3 separate regions of the Zea mays genome follow, and all the other regions are linked to region 1. A link is a contact called in public Hi-C data. All regions are on one chromosome and are shown on one strand. The core of a region is the stretch at or near the end of the contact, and the rest is flanking DNA. Distances in the headings are between cores, read along the strand shown. Region 1 holds the start of LOC100193950 (Guanylate-binding family protein). Region 2 has its middle 100 kb from the start of LOC100276178. Region 3 holds the start of LOC100276178.

What was found. A called contact is a pair of places that touch in the nucleus more often than the background predicts.
Region 2: a contact with region 1 is called in a Hi-C map of ear, with 2.2 times the contacts expected there. The contact joins the enhancer-like site here to the promoter of LOC100193950 in region 1. A contact is called at or near these places in 2 of 25 Hi-C or Micro-C datasets (ear and endosperm).
Region 3: a contact with region 1 is called in a Hi-C map of ear, with 2.9 times the contacts expected there. The contact joins the promoter of LOC100276178 here to the promoter of LOC100193950 in region 1. A contact is called at or near these places in 6 of 25 Hi-C or Micro-C datasets (ear, endosperm, leaf and 1 more).

Annotation. Positions count from the first base shown.
Region 1 is chr5:110,101,052-110,103,751 of Zm-B73-REFERENCE-NAM-5.0, reverse strand. LOC100193950 (Guanylate-binding family protein) reads right to left here and starts at 1,355. Exons shown (of 13, transcript NM_001359357.2): 1 at 888-1,355; 2 at 1-94. The coding sequence starts at 1,220.
Region 2 is chr5:109,576,305-109,579,004 of Zm-B73-REFERENCE-NAM-5.0, reverse strand. No RefSeq gene overlaps it. Among protein-coding and RNA genes, the nearest start is that of LOC100276178, 100 kb to the right of the region's middle. Within about 2 kb of position 1,429, at least 11 of the 20 cell types and tissues checked have an H3K27ac peak or open chromatin away from gene starts, as enhancers often do. A contact at or near this core is called in ear and endosperm, where this site is marked.
Region 3 is chr5:109,475,143-109,477,923 of Zm-B73-REFERENCE-NAM-5.0, reverse strand. LOC100276178 reads right to left here and starts at 1,427. Exons shown (of 4, transcript NM_001150027.2): 1 at 1,038-1,427; 2 at 710-934. The coding sequence starts at 1,391.

The DNA.
Region 1 (2,700 bases), core at 106-2,605:
CAGTTCTCTTTATTGGGGCACTCCACATCCAAAGGCCCTTGGTGCAGGGACGATGAGTACTTGCCACTTGAAACCCGCTACTTCTACCTAGAAGCTATCACAAGCCTAGAAATAAGCCAAATTCCTCTTTCACAGGGCTTTTCTGCTTTTCGAAAAATTGACAAATCCTAATGGTGGGATAATTTTATTTTATTAAACATTATCCAGATGATAAGTACATAAAAAAGCAAGTTTAAAACATCAAACTATTGTTGTTTCGTAACAGATTATTCTGCCAAAAACCCAGATGATACAGCTCAGCTATCCATTTTGCAACCATGTACATCTATATAAAATCATGCCACCGTATATAAAAGAGCATCCTTTAACTAGAACTTATCAACTTAAATAAAAATTGAACAGAGTCATCATGTTATTATTTCTCCCATTTCTGTCAAAGTCCCTATCCTTACAGCTCCATATCTGGACATGAACAAATGGTCCATGTTCATTTGAGCAGACAATGTGGCAAGTTTCATACCAAATATCAATGGGAGAAATTATTTATCACAGAAATATAGTGATAAGCATTGGTTTTCTTTCAATAGCAATCCTAGAAAGTGAACTAGTAATCATCTTGGGAGGTTTTTTAATCAAAACCGTAGGGTTGTCTACAACCATCATCAGTTGTGAGTCCAGGACTTTGACCAAAACTGATTAATTAAAAAGGACGTTCAAAAATAAGACCAGGACAGCATATAAAGCAGGGCAGAAATGCTATGAGCAATTTTTTGGTTTCCACTAACCATCACTTTACAGTTTTTTTCTGATGGTCTGTAATTTGCAAAACCCACAAAATTTCATGTTTCCTTCGTGCTTTCGACAGCGGAGAGAGAGGGAAGGCCAACCTGGTTAAGGATGAAGCTCTTCCCCTGGCGCGCGCGGCCGCAGACAGAGACGACCCCGACAGGTCCCTTGACGAGCTGCAGCGCGGCCACGGCCTCTGGGTCCATCCGAAACCGACCGCGCTCGTCACAGTATACCAGCCGCAGCGGCCGGCCGCCCCCTCCCTCGCCGCCCGCCTCCGCCGCGAACGGCGAGCGCGGCGACGATGCCGACGCCGGAGTCCACGGCGAGCGCGGGGTTCCCGTGGCCCCTGCCACAGCAGAGGACGGGGACGCGTCGCCCCCGCGGCCACGGTCCTTGGACGCGGAGCCGCGGAGGCCTAGCATCTGCATCATCGCGGCCTCACTAGGGGGGGGGGGGGGGGGTCTGCTTCGTCTAGGGTTTGGGATTTTTGACGGAGGGGGAGTGGTGCTGGCGCAGTCGCGCTTCGTGAAGCAGAGGATTCGCGTTCCTTCGTTTCCGCCGTTGCGCGTCCCCTTTACTACGGGTGTCTTTTGCGGGCCGTTGATGGTCGCCTTTCCCTGTGCGCTTTGCCGCCTGTGTGGGCCAACTTTTGCGGGCTCGGGAGTCGGGCGTTGGCCGGTGGGTGGCTGTCTGTTTCCGGTCTCGGATACCTGGCGCTGCCGGTATATAGACAGTGTGCAATGAAACATCTGTATTATAAATTATACTAGTCGGTTGCCCGTACGTTGAGACGGATTACAACAATACCTACATAAACTATTCATAAAAAAACAAGATTTTTTATTGATTATCTCTGCTCTTCGTATAATATTTTTTATTTGGCTAATTGATGTTATTGTTTATTCCATGTAATATGTCTTAGTACAACACGACCAATAAAGTGAGCGATTAGAAGAGAGTTCACAATGACTGACTGAACGAACAGAGATTATAAAATGACATAATTTCACCATACAGAGACCAAATAAGAGAAAGTTTGTGAGCTCAAGTTTCTAAAATAAATCACGTGAACTTAAACTTATAAAAAAAGATAGATCAAAATATAGAGTGCTTGCTAAAGTCAGACATCAATAAAACAGGATGCGCTCCATATAAATTATGCTACTTTGTAACAATTACTAACGTTTAAAACCAACAAATAACATTTTATTTTACTGTTAGTGTGACAAATCATTGTTGCTTCATCCAATTCAGCAACCTCAAACACCATAGAGTCTATTGCGTCAATGTGGTCTCAGAAACGACCTAATGCTTGCAAGAGCTAAGAACGTCATGTCGTGCTTTGGTTGTAGCCTCTACCCGTAGTGCTAGCCCACCCGATACGGTTATATATTTTTATTTTACAAAAAAAACGTATATACATATATAAAATTTATATTCAATATTAAAAACATCTGAGCATGATGTTCTACTGGTTAGACAGCTTCACACAGTGTCTCATGTCCTTCTTCTATCAGAGCATGGGTTCAAACTCCACATCCTACACCGTTTTTTAACATTTTACGCCTATTTAATCAAATAGGTCGACGGGCTAACGGGCTGGCCCGACATAGTCAGCAGGCCGACATAACGTGCCTGGGCCAGAGTTGTGGCCCGCGGGCGTCTGGCCCGTGCCGGGCCGCCGTTTGACCATCTATAGGTGTGCAACAGATTAATTTGAAATAACTGTGAGGTGTTATTTGTAAAAGGATGACGCGGGACGACCGTTGAAACTGATGCTTTAAGTATAGTATAGATATAGACTAGGTATGTGCCCGTGCGTTGCGACGACAAATAAATTATTCGATAAATGTTAGTGTACAACGATTACATTGATGTTTGTGCGTTGCTATGGTTTCTATATATCACATA
Region 2 (2,700 bases), core at 180-2,679, 520 kb after region 1:
CATTCACATGTGATAGTAGGTATGGACAATACACATAAGGACATTATCTCTTCTTATGTTTTACAATTTTGGGTATTAGAATTATCCAACATGTGTGATTAGGCGGAGTCGCACTAGTGCTAAATGAGGTTGGGTCATCGTGAAGTCAACATCTATGGATCCCTTCATTGATGTTTTATCAGACTTCTATCATCTTCCTAAAACTTGGATTCCCTGGCTAACCATGAGTGACCGTGATGTTGTTCGATATCCACACCCGTCTCCTGTGTTATGGACTCCCAATGCCGACTTATCGACAAATCTCATTTTGTGTGTTTTACCCAAGAAGGTGCATCTAATTTTGCTTGTGTAAAGTCAGCTCCCATACCTATTACTCGCCCAACAGGCTCAAGTTGTTTGAGAAAGCAAACTGCATACATGGAACCTTATGTGTTCTTCTGGCAGACAACGTCTCTATTGACATCCCTAATTGGCCTAAAGTGATACACATTATATCCACTAGAGAAACAACATCATGAGATACTCGTCTCCGCTTGGAACTACCTTATGCTATCGCTGATATGGACAGGAGTTACATGCTTATCTACTCCTAAAAGTCTTTCGCTCCAAATCTCGGGACGAGATTCTCTTAAGGGGGAGGGCTGTAACACCCTAGGTGTTACTATACATTTAACAACGAGTATGAATTTAAACATGGGATAATAATCGTCTCTATCTTAATCTGTTTTATCTGTCGTGAGTTCGACATCATTTTTATCTATCCGGGCTTTTCCTAAATTTTCATGATGTTCGGAACATAATTGTTTCGAAAATTGGTGAGTTTGGTGATTATTTAAAATTCATCGATCGCACAAAGACGAATTTGAAAATTCAGTTCAGCCCTCTGAGTTCATCCCAAACAAATTAAATAGAACTCGACGACTAAAATTTTTAATGAAAAATAATTCAGTCTCCACTTGTCAACTGAGAAGTCGCGTCCAAGGAATTATAATTGAGATTCGATTCTCCACGTAAATTACCTATGGCCGTGGAATCGGGTGTTGAAACTGCGGATAAGATTATTGGGTTTCGAATCGAATCAAATTAAGCACAGTCTGCAATATCGAAGCTGATCTTGTTTGGTTCAGTCTATGTGTTTCTCGTCTCGATTTAAATTTTCAAATATAAATAATGAATAAAAATTTGTCTGACTCTGGAATATTCACCAACTCAAATCTTGTCTAAAATATTGTTGTTAGTAAGTTTTGGTCCGATATGTTTAATCCTCACTTAAATCTAATTAAAAATCCGAATATATTTATGATTTGTTTGTCTAAAAAATAAAAGAAAAGGGGGAAAATTTCTCTTCGGATGGCTTCTAGCTTGTTCCCCACCGCGTACGGCCAGAGCCTAGAGCCATTATCCCATCGCGTGCTCCCCTCCTCTGCCTCCATGGCCATCGACCCTCCCCTTCCATTGAGGTCACGCCTCTGCTCATCCTCGCTACTCCCCAGAACCTGCCGATGGCCACCGCTCCAAGTCCTCTGCTCGCCGTCGCCTATGGCTGCCTCCTCTGCCTCCGATCCGTGGCAACATCGTGGGCTCGCCCTAGCCCGGTAGCTGTCGGTTGTCGTCGCCCTACCCCTCTGCACGCCGGCGCCCTCTCCTGGAGCTCACCCCGCCAGCCGCGCCCGGTGCTCCTCCACCAAGCCTCGCCGGGGTGCTCTTCATGGCGCGCCTCTGCTCGCCGTGAAGCTCTATCTGCTCCAGTTCGCGCCCCTGTCTACTTGCCCGAACCTCCGACCTCGCCCATCCATGGAGCTCGCTCTAGACTCCAGCTCGCCTTAGCTCCCTCTGCCAGATCGGCCATGGCGAGTCCCTTCCGTCGTTCCCCTGCGCGTGCGTAGGGCGTGTCTCCCAGCTGTCAGCTCGGCTCCACCAGCACGTACACCGACGACCGCTGCTCTCCAGGCCACCAGATCCTGCGCTCACCTCGGCATTGACCCCGTTGTTGTCTTCCAATTTCAGCAGCTCTGCCTCAGCCCTATGTCGACCTCGCTGACCAACCATGGTTAAAGACACCCCACCATCAATCCATGCCTTCGTGCCGTGGGTGATGCTGTTACTAGGCGTCACTACAGGTTGTGTTCGCGATCCCGTCAGCCTTTGCTCGCTGTCCGCATCTTGTGTTCGTATCAGTGAGATTCTGTTCTAGCTCCGTCGTTTTGTCACCCGACGAGATTTCCGTGTGTTGATTATGTGTATATGTGTATTTGTGCGTGATGAGGAGAATAATCCTAGGATTATGGGGAAAGGAAAGCTCCAGCGCATCAGCCATCAGGTGTTCTGTGATTTGGGTGAATCGACGGTCGTCGTCGTTCTTGCTAATACCAAATCGAACTGTGATGTAGTAAGCTGATTTGATGAGTGAATTGGCTAGATGTATTGGTCTCATTGATTCTCGTCGATGCGCTGTGTGGTGGTGTCCAGTTTCTTTGTGGTATATATATGATGTTCTGTGGCCAGGGTTTGTGGTTTGGTCGTGTTTGCCTGGGGATAGCAGACATGTTGTTTGATGATTAAGTTTTTGTTGTGACGCAAATTATGCATAATGTGTTTGCTAAAACACACTGTCTCATGTAATGTTATGTGGTATGTATACATGTGAAGTAATCGCATCGTTTAGTAGAGTTTAGATTAATATGCAAATTATGTACAGTG
Region 3 (2,781 bases), core at 178-2,677, 630 kb after region 1:
TATTGTATACTAAATGTTTTTTTTCCACATGACGCAACCCCATTTCCATTAAGCAAACGGAAATACATGAGTCTGTATATTAAATGGTATTAACATATTTCGAGGATATTAAGATTTAATAAGATAAAATAAGAATCATTAAAGTATATTTATCCAAACATAGGTCATGTTTGTTTCCTTCCAAGATTATATAATCTAGCTTATAGATTATATAAGCACCTAATGACTTGCTTATGGACTACCATAATCTAGGTATCTAGATTATATAATCCACCTAATAATTTGTGTTGTTTGTTTGTCTGTTAACATATGTAAGCTGGATTATATAATCTAGAAAGTAAACAAACAGGGCCTAAATATCTCAATAACACATGTTTATCCACTTTTGTCTCATGTGTTATATTTCTTCTCAATCAGGCTCAATATATGCATCAATCGTCCTCAGCCTGTTCTGTCATCTGTGGCACTATATGAGCCAGGCCAAGTCTCACAGGCAACCAATCATGCCCATCATAGCTCACGAAATGCTAGTTGAATTGTCTTTTCACTCAAGAGTAGCAAGTACGACCGTCCTACTTAATTGCCAATTTCTAGAAACAAACAATCGCAAGTACATAGGCCATTTCGTTATCGAAATCCCCGATTATAATGACAATGTCAGTGTTTAGTAAACTAAGAAACGACAAGAACAAGACTGTGAAGAGCTGACCGAGAAGCTGTCGGAGATGGTCTGACGGTTGAGCGCAGCCTCGACTGTGGTGCTGAACTTGTAGAGGATGAGTGCGATGACCCCCGCCGCAATCCCGCCGAGCAGAGCCTGGATGGGCGAAGTTGCCTTCTCGGTCTCGATCGGTGAGGCGCTCATCAATCTCAGCCTCTCCAGGGCCTCCTCGGTGAGATTGTTGGGCTTCTTCAACCCGCTCGACCGCACTCTCTGTCGCAATCAATTAACCACGCCAAGAAACTCATCACACTTCTGTTGAAAAGCATATGCGGTGTGATGTAGATAGAGGATGAAATCGGTGGAGATATATTACGAGCTCCTTGGCGCGGCGGGCGCGGCGGCGGAGGGCGCGGAAGAGGAAGACCGAGATGGCGCCGGTGAGGAGGAGACTGGTGGCAGTCTGGAGCGGGGTGGGATTGTCATCAGTCGAGAAGAGCGTCGGAGCGCGGAGCTCCACGGGTCCCTGACCTTCGGCTTCCACAGCGCCGGCGTCAGGGGGCTCTGACTCCGCCGCGGAGACAGGTAGCGGAGGCCGCACTTCAGCTTCGGCGCGGATGGCGGTGGGGCGGCGGACGCGATGGCAGAGGAGAGAGAAGGATGACGAAAGGGGGAGAGATGGCGATAGGAAGTGGAGGTGGACGCTAGCTGAGCAGTGGAGCGGCACCATGGTGGCAGTGGAGCTGAGTGGTATGGGGTTTGGGATAAGGATAATGGTGTGGAATTTTTCTTTTCAAATAAGATAAAAAAAATCAGTAACCATAATGGATTGATCCAAATATTTCTTCATAATTTCTTAAAGCTTTAAATTAATTTTAATTTAAAAATAAATAAAAATAAAGTTAGATCCTAACTTGATTTGATCCTTAAATTTTATAGTATAAAATTTAGAGTTTATTATCACCTTACACGCGTGTTGGTTCATTTTATTTTTTTCTTCTTCCTTCGTGCAATTGAGCGCCCACCACCAGTCACGCCCCCCTCGCCCCTTCCCCATGTGCGTGTGTTGTGGCCCATGCCCAACCGACTCATGTCCCTTCGTCCATGTCGACGACGTTGGATTGTGTTGTGTACGCACTTCCATGTGCGTGTGGCCACGTCAACACAAGGGTGATCATGTGGGCCACGCCAAGGTTGAGTTGGTCGGCTGCTCCCACCTGGAGGAACGCTCCTCTGACCAAGGGTCTGTTTGGATACACGTGCTAAACTTTAGTATCCTTTCAAGAGCTAAAGTGCTAACGGATACTAAACTTTAACGCTTCACTTTTAACATCTTTTCACACCTTTTAGCACTCATGTTTGGATCTACAAATGTTAAAATTTATAAAAAGTGTAGTGCTAAACTTTAGCACTGTGATCTAATCAGATCCCAAGTTATGTTGCCCTATGTGCAGCACCCCTTCCTCACTCGTGTGGTCGTGCCAGCCTAGGTGTGCTTTTGTGGAGGTCGTGCTAGCCAGTTGTGCCCATTGTCGGCCCTAGTGAGCCCCCATGGCAATTGTGCCCCTAGGTCCCAAGCGCCTTGTGTTGTGGGAAAGAAGAAGCCCAAGGATTTTTCTTCTAGTATGTGGAACCTAGGTGGAAGTGAGATCGTGAAAGTCGCTTAGAGGGGGTAAATAGGCGAAACCTAAATTATATGGCTTAATAACAAAATTTTGATTCCCAATTAGACGTTAGAACAAAAAGTAAATTTAATCAGAGTAAGGAGATAAGTTCTTCTTGCCACGTGTTGCTCTTTATAATTGCGGAAATAACTTGGGAGCAACACAAGTGATTAGAATGAAGATTAAAGCAAGAGAATTTAGAGAGGAAGAGAGAAAACAAATCACAAACAATCAAACACAAAAGACAGGGTGATTTATTTACCGAAGTTCGGTTTTCAAAATGAAACCTACATCTCCGTTGAGGCGTTCCAAGGGACCGAGCTCTTTCAACCCTATCAAGTGATGCCAAGATCAAACTTGAATCCTCTCGCTTTTACCATCACAACCACACTAACAAACTAGTTTAACAAGTCTTTAATTTATAGGTTCATAAGATCAACAATTCAGATTCTAAGT